Regions from separate parts of the Sus scrofa genome. Here region 2 is linked to region 1. A link is a contact called in public HiChIP or PLAC-seq data. All regions are on one chromosome and are shown on one strand. Each heading gives the region's core, a stretch centred on a gene start, on an enhancer-like site or on the middle of the called end of the contact. The rest is flanking DNA. Distances are from core to core; before and after follow the strand shown. Region 1 overlaps CAPZB (capping actin protein of muscle Z-line beta subunit). Region 2 overlaps MINOS1 (MICOS complex subunit MIC10).

Region 1 (4,402 bases), core at 809-3,308:
GAAATCCGTTATCTCTAAGGGCTAGCACAGGCTCCCCACGAACTCGTTCCACGATGACAATCAATTTCCTCTTGGGAAGGGGATGCTGGGCTGAGGAACAGAGGGTCCCTCTAATGAGATCACACCACTGTGGCAGCTTCCCACCCAAGGTCCTGTGGCCGTGGCAGAGGAGCAGGGCTGGACAATGGTCAGTTCCCAGGGGGGCCTCCTACAGGGATTCTCTGCCTGGCCCTGGGTCCACCTGCTGGCCCAGGACTTAAAAGGAAGACCCAGCTGAAAGGGTTCATGGGATCCTGTTGACAGCATCCCAAGGGTCGAGATGATTGGCAGGGTCACTTATCAGACCCAGAAACAATCCATGTCCCTGCGGGGGGCGGGCAGAGCTGTCTGCAATAGGCGCCTGCTCATAGGGTGATGAGCCCCTGGAGGTGTCTGAGAAGTGGGGTTGTCAAGATGCTACAAGAGGGGTCCAGAGTAGAGTGACAGTCTGGAACCTATGGCCTCGCAAGGCCTTTCCAAAGTCAAGAGACTCGGTCTGAGAACGAAGGTGCCTGGTTCCAGCAAGACTGTTTTGTTAGGTCTGGCCTGATGGGTACAAGGGGAGAGCGGGAGAGACGCCAGAACCATCAGCGGCTCTGCCCGCAGCACTGGGTTCTCTGGGCATAATCCGGGGGTGGGGTAGGGGTTCCTCAAACCTCAAATTCCAGGGGTCCCCACAGAATAGGAGAGGGGAGAGTGCCCACAAACTTTAAAGTAAAAGCCACTCCCCACCATTTTGGGGTGATAAGCACCCATCCTGGGCAGAGCTGTGCGCCCTGAGCTAATCCTGCTGCTTCAATGAGTGGAGCAGGTGCCTGTTAAAGGGCTGGGAGAGTGCCCGAGGGGAAGGATGTTTGGCCCACCTGTCCTTGAAGGCACTTCTGGCACCAACGTGCTGGCACTGAGTGTTCTCCCTTCTCGTGTGGAAGCGGTTTCCACGCAGCTCAGAGCTGCTCTTCTGGGTGTGGAGGGGCCGGGGGGTCTGGTCCGAAGGACCCAGGTCTTTCCACACATCAGTCTCCCCCCACCTCCCCCCGCCTCCCGGCGCCCCAGCTCCACGCAGGCAGCAGATTCCTGGTGACTCTCGGGAAACAGCGAGGCTTTGAGCTCAATGAGGGCCCCATTTTAAATGAGCACCAACCACCCCAAGTGAGTCCAGGATGGGTGACAAAGGGCTCAGGGCCATCAGGGGTAATAAGTAAACTCACGACAGATACCCAACCCCTGGGGTATCATCTCTGCTTCAGAATCCAGAGCCCTTGTCCAACAAAGGGAGAGGCTGGAACTGCTGGGTGAGCCGAGCAAAAGAGCTCCGGGCAGCGGGGCCGGGGGTGGGTGAGAAGGCTCGGCCTCCTCTAGGGGGGGACGAAGGAGATGGGCTGCGTCGGGGGCAGAAGCCTGGCCCGCAGACACATCTCCACAGCCCCCTTGCCCGCACCCTGGCCAACTCCCCGCACACCTGGTCAGGGTCAGCTCGCTGGTAATGCTGACGCGCCATAAACAGAACTATTTCTGCAACGCAGATATGATTCCACCCAAACAGAAGTGGCTGCCACAGGAACACATTTTTATGTGCTGTGGTCGCACAGATTTACCACAAGGTGATTCCAACAGAGCCAGTCGGCTCGTCCCCATCGAGCACCTCTGCTCCCCTCTGTGGCCTGGAGTTTCAGAGAACATGGGTGAATGTTTAGAAAGCAGGAAATTTTCCTCAAACGGGAAGCACGGTATCTCCCAGGGCTGTGTGGCATTTTCCAGTGAGCACAGCCCGGAGGGGGGGCGCAGCCTGCGGGAAGCCAGCCCCCGCTCACAGCTCCAGCTCTGGAGCCCGAGGGGCAAGGGCCTTGGCCTGCCTGGGCCTCCACTTCCTTGCCTCTGCCCCGCACTGAACTAGCAAGATGCGTGCCACGCCCAGGACGGCGCCCCGCTCAGCGGCAGCTCCACTGCCAGGACTCTCCCAGCCCCGCTCCCGGGCAGAAGCCAGCAACACCCTCCCAGTCACGAGCTGTGTCCCGGCAAGAGCTGGGCTGGAGGCCAGGACACAACACGCTGTCAAGCCGGAAGACAGTGGTCAGAGAGCCTCTCAAAGAAGGCTTGGGTTGCCCAGTTTAGGGAAATTCTAATGAAGCCGGACATTGTACATATTCTACGAGATGGAAAAGCCTCTGCCTGCACAATACGTGCTAGCAGCAGCAACGGCTATTATTTACTGAGCATAAAGCATGCGTCAAAATGGGTTTTTATTTCTGCTCTACCACAATCTCCTCCAAATGGGCATTATTAGCTCTACGGTGAAGATGCTCAATTTCAGAGAAGGGAAGCGGTTTGTCCAGGTCACATGGCTGGAAAGTGACTGGGTTAGGAGCTGAACCAAGGCCTGGATGGTTCCAAAACCTGTTTTCTTCCGTGAGACTTCATTTGCTCAACTTCATCCACGTTCTTTCCAGAAAATCAAGGGCAAACCACACTCCAGGGCTCAGAAATTCCGAGCAGTTTCATCCCCGTCTGGCCCGCCCTCCTCCCCTCAATCCTCCCTCGGATCTCTGCCCGGTTCCTCTCCTGCCCAACCTTCCCAGCAGGGGACAGTCACAGGCAGGCAGCCTCATGCCAGCTTTCCTCTCGACCAGGCGGGGTCACTTCACCCCAGGTCGCCCGACGTAAACCAAACACCCCTAGAAGCCAGGCACTGAAGCCTCTACACCCTGAAGCCAGGTGGCCTCGGGGAACAAAGGAGCAGCTGCAAAAAGCCCTTCCGGAACCACCCCAAGTTTGGCCCAGACCCCCTGTTCCCCTCATGCGGAGGGAAGGCCACAGGTCTCTTCCCCCATTAAATACAGCCCTGCCTCACTACCAGCGCAAGTCAGAGGATTTCCCTGCCTTGACAGGCGAGCAGGTGCCTCTGTGGGAGTTGCGCTGCTTGGAGACGCATCGCGGACACCCGGTGCTGAGCAGGGAGAGAGCTCGGCTTGCGAATGACCGGTCTGACTCCCCCCACAACACATTCCACCTTGTTTCCAAATATTTGGAATCTGAAAAAAAATATCAAATGAACATCTGCAGGGCCCGGCCCCAGATCGGAAACCTTGGATCTCTTTTCTGAGACTGGCGATCTTGCCTCTTTCCCACATTGTCAGCTGTCCCCCAGAAGTGACCTCTCACGGCAGCTTCCTGTTCAGCATGTTGGTACTTGGCCTTCTCGCCGGGGCCCAGGTGGCGGCTCCTCACCACCCCCAGGGAGGGCACGATGGAGCGTCCAAGAAGACCAGCCCCCACCTCACCTTCCACAGCCCCGCAGCTGCAGGGATCTGCCACAACACCTCATCTGCCTCCTCTTCCAGGGACGTTCCTAACACACGTCTTCGGGGGGGCGGGGAACCAAAGGCTGAGTGGAGACGGGGTTAGAGCGCCTGGGTCTGAGCCCACTGGGTCTCCACAGCTGGTGTCATGGCCACAGTAAATTTACCAAAAGCAGAAAGAAAGTCACTGAGGGTGAGGGCGGCTCTTGGCCGCCCTTGCACTCGAGTTGGGTGTAGACAGCCAACTATTTACACCTGGAAAGAAGGGGCTGAGACTGGGAAACCTGGGAACGGGACCCCTGGGGGAAGTGCCACCAAGCCCAAGCCATGGCCCTTCTCACGGGAAACAGGAAAGTGGGGGACCCTGGGGGCTGTGCCAGCGAATGGAGACCCAGGCTAGCCCTGCCGAGGTCGGGGAGGCAGAGCGGCTGCACAGCAGCCTCCAGGAGCTGGACAGATGCTCATGACAGCTGGCCAGGATGCCCGGCACTGTGGGCCTGGTGAGATGGCTCCTTCCCTGACACACGTGGGCGGGTGTCGAGTGAGAGCGAGCGTGGAACTCTCCAGAGGAAGAGCCCAGGCCCAGTCTCTAATGGAGGAACTTGAGTGAGGAGGAATCCTCTGAGCCCAGCGCTCACACCCTGGAGGTCACCCCAAGACATCTCCAACCCGTCCCCCCTGCTCCTCCTGCCTTATTTCCCGCCTCAGGCTGGCACCAGCTCCTTCACTGCCCACCTGGCCACAGCCCTCCCAGGCCCTGGTCCCCCCTCTCCTGGATGATACTAACAGCCTCCACCTGCCAACCTGTCCTCCCTGCCAGCTGGCAGAGCCATATTTTGAAGACGCAGATCTGATCAGACCAGGTCAGTCGACAACCTAAAACCTCAAGACCCTTCTCACTACCTGGGGCCAGGGCAGGGAGTGGGGGAGGGGTGTGCATCTCCATGGTCAACTTGGTTCCTGTGAGAGGCACCCAAAGGGTGGCGCTGCTGAGCACGCTCCAGGGAGGCCTGGCCCCACTCTCGGTGCCTGTCTCTGGGACCATGGGAGCTGCCCCCGCCGGCTGC
Region 2 (4,402 bases), core at 578-3,077, 240 kb after region 1:
TCTTGATCCCAAGCTTCCGGTGAAGAGACTGGGTCTTACTTATTTCTGACCCTTGTTGAGCCCAGTGCTCTTGCCCTTCAGTGCTCAGTAAATATTTATTCTTGAAAAGGTTTTCTTTGGGGAGGGGGGGAGAGAAGACAATTACAATTACTGCGTGCAGTGCACCGTTCTTCCAAGCTTCTTACACTTAGACTTTTACGCCGTTTCACCCTTGCCATTCCCCAGCCAGGGACAGTCACTATTAGTATTCCTAGTTTCTGTGTGAAGAAACCAATTGTATATAATTTGTCCAAGCACTGAAACACAACTAGTGAGTGACCTAAGCAGTATCCTCAATCCTGTTTAACCTGTCTTTCCCCCAAGTCCATGTAATGGACATATAACCACGGTGTAACACTTCCCACTTTTTGAAGAATAAACCCTATATACGCTAGTGATGTACTCCAAGAGTAAAAAATATGTATCCCCAGTGCCTTCTACTGAATAAATACTGATAAATATAGATCAAGTGAATGTGTAAGGAAAAGAAACTGTTGGTTCTTGTTTCTTGATTTTTTTTTTCATTTAAATCAGGCATAGGCAACAACGTAATAGCTGTAATGACGTATACCTAGAGTGTAATGAATCCCTGATTCTTACTCTTACTTTCGCAAGGATGAGAATCCAGTTACTGACGAGGAGGAGGATCTAGAGGTGTTAAAGTATTGGGAAGGAAGGGACTTGCTGGAAAATACCTTTTGAACAGTGGATTCATTTTCTCTCCAGCCAGTACACAGAAGTATTTCCCGACTATTTCTCATTTATTCTAAGTAATTTCAGGGTTTTGCTACCCTCTTGATAAGTCAAACATCTGTGGTTTCTGTTGTTTTCTTAAGAGACTGAAGAGTAACCTAGTCATAAATTACCTGTGCAGTCAGTGTACTACAATCCATAAAATCCAGAAAAACACTTTGTCGACATATGTCACAATAGACTCATCTCCCTGCTGCCCACCTGACCGCTCCCTGAGGTTTATCTCTGCAGATAAGAAAGACTCCCTGACTTTGGAGTCAGACAGATTGGGCTGAGTTCCACGTTTTAGTTGTGTGTACTTGGATGGGTCATTTAGCGTCTTTGCATTGTTTCCTCTTCTCTGAGACAGGGTCACAATACACCTCATAAGGTGGTTCCACGGGTCACATGAAATAATGTGTAGAAACGTACAGTGCCTGCCACTCTGTAAATGTTCGTACCTCCAAAGCACCCTCTGATAAAAGTAATGCATTGTCCCTTTTATTGTGTTTATTGAAACAGTAAGTCTGCATTTTTCAATGTCCCTTTAATCATTAGTGTTCAGAGCTTCTTGTTTTCCTACGTGCTGTGCCCACATGTGAAGCAGCTAATTGTATTTTAGTAAAATGTGTTCAGCCATGTTCCTTTTGTGCATTCTTGGAAAGTTGTGTGGCTGTCAAAATTCTGAAAGCTGGATCATGTGCTGTATGTACTTTAAAAGGACGCTTTTTGTGAGTTTGGCTTTTCTTAAAACAGAGCACACCAGTAATGACTTCCACATTGATCTCTCCTGTCTTCACTCTGTTCTGTGCTGACTGCTTTACTTGTTCCGATCAGAATCCTGGTGATTGATGTCCACCCAAGAAATTCATACAGGTGTTTCAACCTCTTTCTAGTCCAGTAGGCACAGGAAGGTTAAGGTCTTGTAAAATAGCCACCCTAGTGTGTTTCCTACATACCCTGCAGCAGTGTTGATGCTTGAGAAGCTGATTAACACAGACCAAATTACCATCTCTGGGCATTTGGTCTGGCACACTTTCTTGGTTAATTCACATGACTTGGCATTTACACAGGGACACCTGGGACAGTCTGTCTTTGCCTCAAAGGATTAAGTAACACAGTTTGGAGCTGACTTAAAACTTTTTTTCCCCTCATGAATTGGGCCCTGAACATCTTTCATAAATCAGGAATGTTTCTTGGAAACGTAATTCTCACTAAACTCCATCCCAGGGATACTTTTCTATAAAAGCATATTCTTGTTTGTCCTGTCATAACACATGCATTTGATGATTGTAATAATGTTGATAGAAACATGATTGAACAGGAAAGCGTGCGCATTATAAATAGGTCAGTTTGCTCTTAGTCCATGTTTAGAGCATACATGTAGCTTTATTAAACACAAGACAGCTCTAGGAAAATTTTTTATTGTATTCTAAGGCAAAATGTTCTCGTTTAGCTGTGCTTCTGAAGGAATCCCCTATTTGAAAAAAAAATATATGTGTGTGTGTGTATGTATATATATATATATATATATGTTACCCCATGGCTCAGCAGGTTAAAAATCTGGTGTTGTCACAGCCGTGGCTGTAGTTACAGCTGTGGCATGGGTTTGATCACTGGCCTGGGAGCTTGTGCATGCTGCAGGCAGGGCAAAATATATATTTAAACACACACACACACACACACACACACACTATGAACAGTTGCTAATGCCAGTGAAATAAGTTCAACTATGCAAAGAGTAGGGGAAAAGATTGAGATTTTCAGCTGTGGTTCACTCACAGTGGGATCCTAAGCAAGCCAGGGAGTTGCATTTTCATAGAGGATTGACTGTTACATAAACTTCTGACATCTTTTGAGTTTTATTAGAGAGGTAGCAGAACTTAATAGCATTTATTAAAGTCTTTTTCATACACTGCTAGATAGCTTACATTTTCCTAATACAGCAGCCCTAGAAGATTGTTTTCACACTACAGATGAGCACGTGGAGACTGAGTGAGGTTAAAGAACTGACCTGAGGTCTGAGAGCTGGCTGGCGCAGAGGGAGCCACAGTCTAAACGGGGCCTGTCTCATGGCTACTCAGTGGGAGACCAAATATCTCATTTTTTGGAAGCCGTATCTTTTCTTTCAGGCATAAAGAATAAAGTTGTTTGGCACGTAGTTTCTAGGATCTTTAAAACTTGCTTGTAATTTCTATAGTCTCGTATTCATAAACTTCTAGTTGAATATGGTACTTAAGTTTTTGCTCCTATGTCTTGCAGTATTATTACACTAGTTAAAATGTAGTTGCTTTGCAATTTTAATTTTTAGATGCAGATCACAATTTAGCATTGATTAAACATTGACCTTAGGAATTTAGGAGCTTTGTTTAAAATGTTAACTACAAGCTGGAGTGAGCTCTTAATTATATAATCAATTATTGATAAATAAAATGGGTCTGTGGTCTTCTTTCCCCATGATTGATCTTTCATAGAAGTGTTTTCTAAGTAACTTGCTGAGGATTTGTGTGTGTGTTTGTACACGTGCATGGCTTGTGAAATTTCCCTGGCTAGGGATTGAACATGCACCACAGCAGCAACCTAAGCCACTGGCAGTGACAACCCTGGATCTTTACCTTGCTGCGCCGCGAGAGAACTCCATATTTTTTTTTTAATGCCTTTCTCAACATTGAATTACTCCTCTTCCACTGAAAATCCATCAGCAATTGGAGCTTCATTGAAGTTAATTCTATAGGAACCTGTATTGCTCCAACTTGTTCTGCTTAGGGATTAATATCCAAAGTACATTTCTATTTCTACTCCAGGACTGCAGTCAGATTATGCAGCCTGCTTCTTAATTCTTGCTGATTATGTTTGCTTTCTAAGTATTTCAGTGAAGTGAAGCTTTATAATATGTGGCGTGGTGAGAGCAAAGATTTTTCTAAAAGTGGCATTGACTAAGCAATATTTTTTATGTAGCTAGTGGAGCGAGTTCTCTGGTGTTTTGCTACTAAAATAACATCAGATGAACTATTAAGGAATTGCTCCTTTCTAAAAATGTGTGTTTATCTACTAGCCAGTTTTATGATGTCCTTTTGGGCACTAAGCATGCATTGAAGTGCACAGTTAGATTGATTTGGAATAATTTCTTTTTGAAAGAATTTGTGCCAATTCTTTTTCCTCTCCAAAAGAAATGGTTTCAGATCAAGGGCTCCTTGCCTAATGTCATTCCATAAGGCCTCTCTGTTGTGGTGGGTTTTTTTTTTTTGCCTCGCTCCCCCTCCTTACCCCCCTCATAGCTGGACTTTGCCATGAGGAAGATGTGTACCTATAATCAGGCATTTCTTTACTTTAGGGTTATTTGTCATTCCAGACAGCATGGGCCAAAAGAACAGGCTTGAAGGGGGAGTCAGAGTTTTATAAATTTTATTCATAATTAAATATTTGCTTCCAGGGAAGGTGAAAAATGCTTTGTACTTTTTCCTTTGGCTTTTTTCCTCTAAGAGAGCTTGTCATGCAACAACAACAAAAAGTGGCCAAAGGCAGAGAAAACTCTTCTCTTTTCCATGTTGGTTTGTTTTTATTGTAAGACAAACCTTTCATGTTTTATTGTTATGAAGTTTAAACCTGGCCTAGAGGTGCCAGTCTTTAG

Evidence for each region. HiChIP or PLAC-seq counts read pairs in DNA pulled down with a chosen protein or histone mark.
Region 2: a contact with region 1 is called in an H3K27ac HiChIP or PLAC-seq map of skeletal muscle. The contact joins two enhancer-like sites. A contact is called at or near these places in 1 of 47 Hi-C or Micro-C datasets (skeletal muscle) and 2 of 2 datasets of contacts at active chromatin or transcription factors (alveolar macrophages and skeletal muscle).

Annotation. Positions count from the first base shown.
Region 1 is chr6:77,787,778-77,792,179 of Sscrofa11.1, forward strand. The region is part of intron 6 of CAPZB (capping actin protein of muscle Z-line beta subunit); the gene reads right to left. Among named protein-coding and RNA genes, the nearest start is that of PQLC2, 28 kb to the left of the region's middle. Within about 2 kb of position 2,059, at least 25 of the 83 cell types and tissues checked have an H3K27ac peak or open chromatin away from gene starts, as enhancers often do. A contact at or near this core is called in skeletal muscle, where this site is marked.
Region 2 is chr6:78,032,929-78,037,330 of Sscrofa11.1, forward strand. All of the region lies in intron 1 of MINOS1 (MICOS complex subunit MIC10), which reads left to right. Among named protein-coding and RNA genes, the nearest start is that of NBL1, 11 kb to the right of the region's middle. Within about 2 kb of position 1,828, at least 6 of the 83 cell types and tissues checked have an H3K27ac peak or open chromatin away from gene starts, as enhancers often do. A contact at or near this core is called in skeletal muscle, where this site is marked.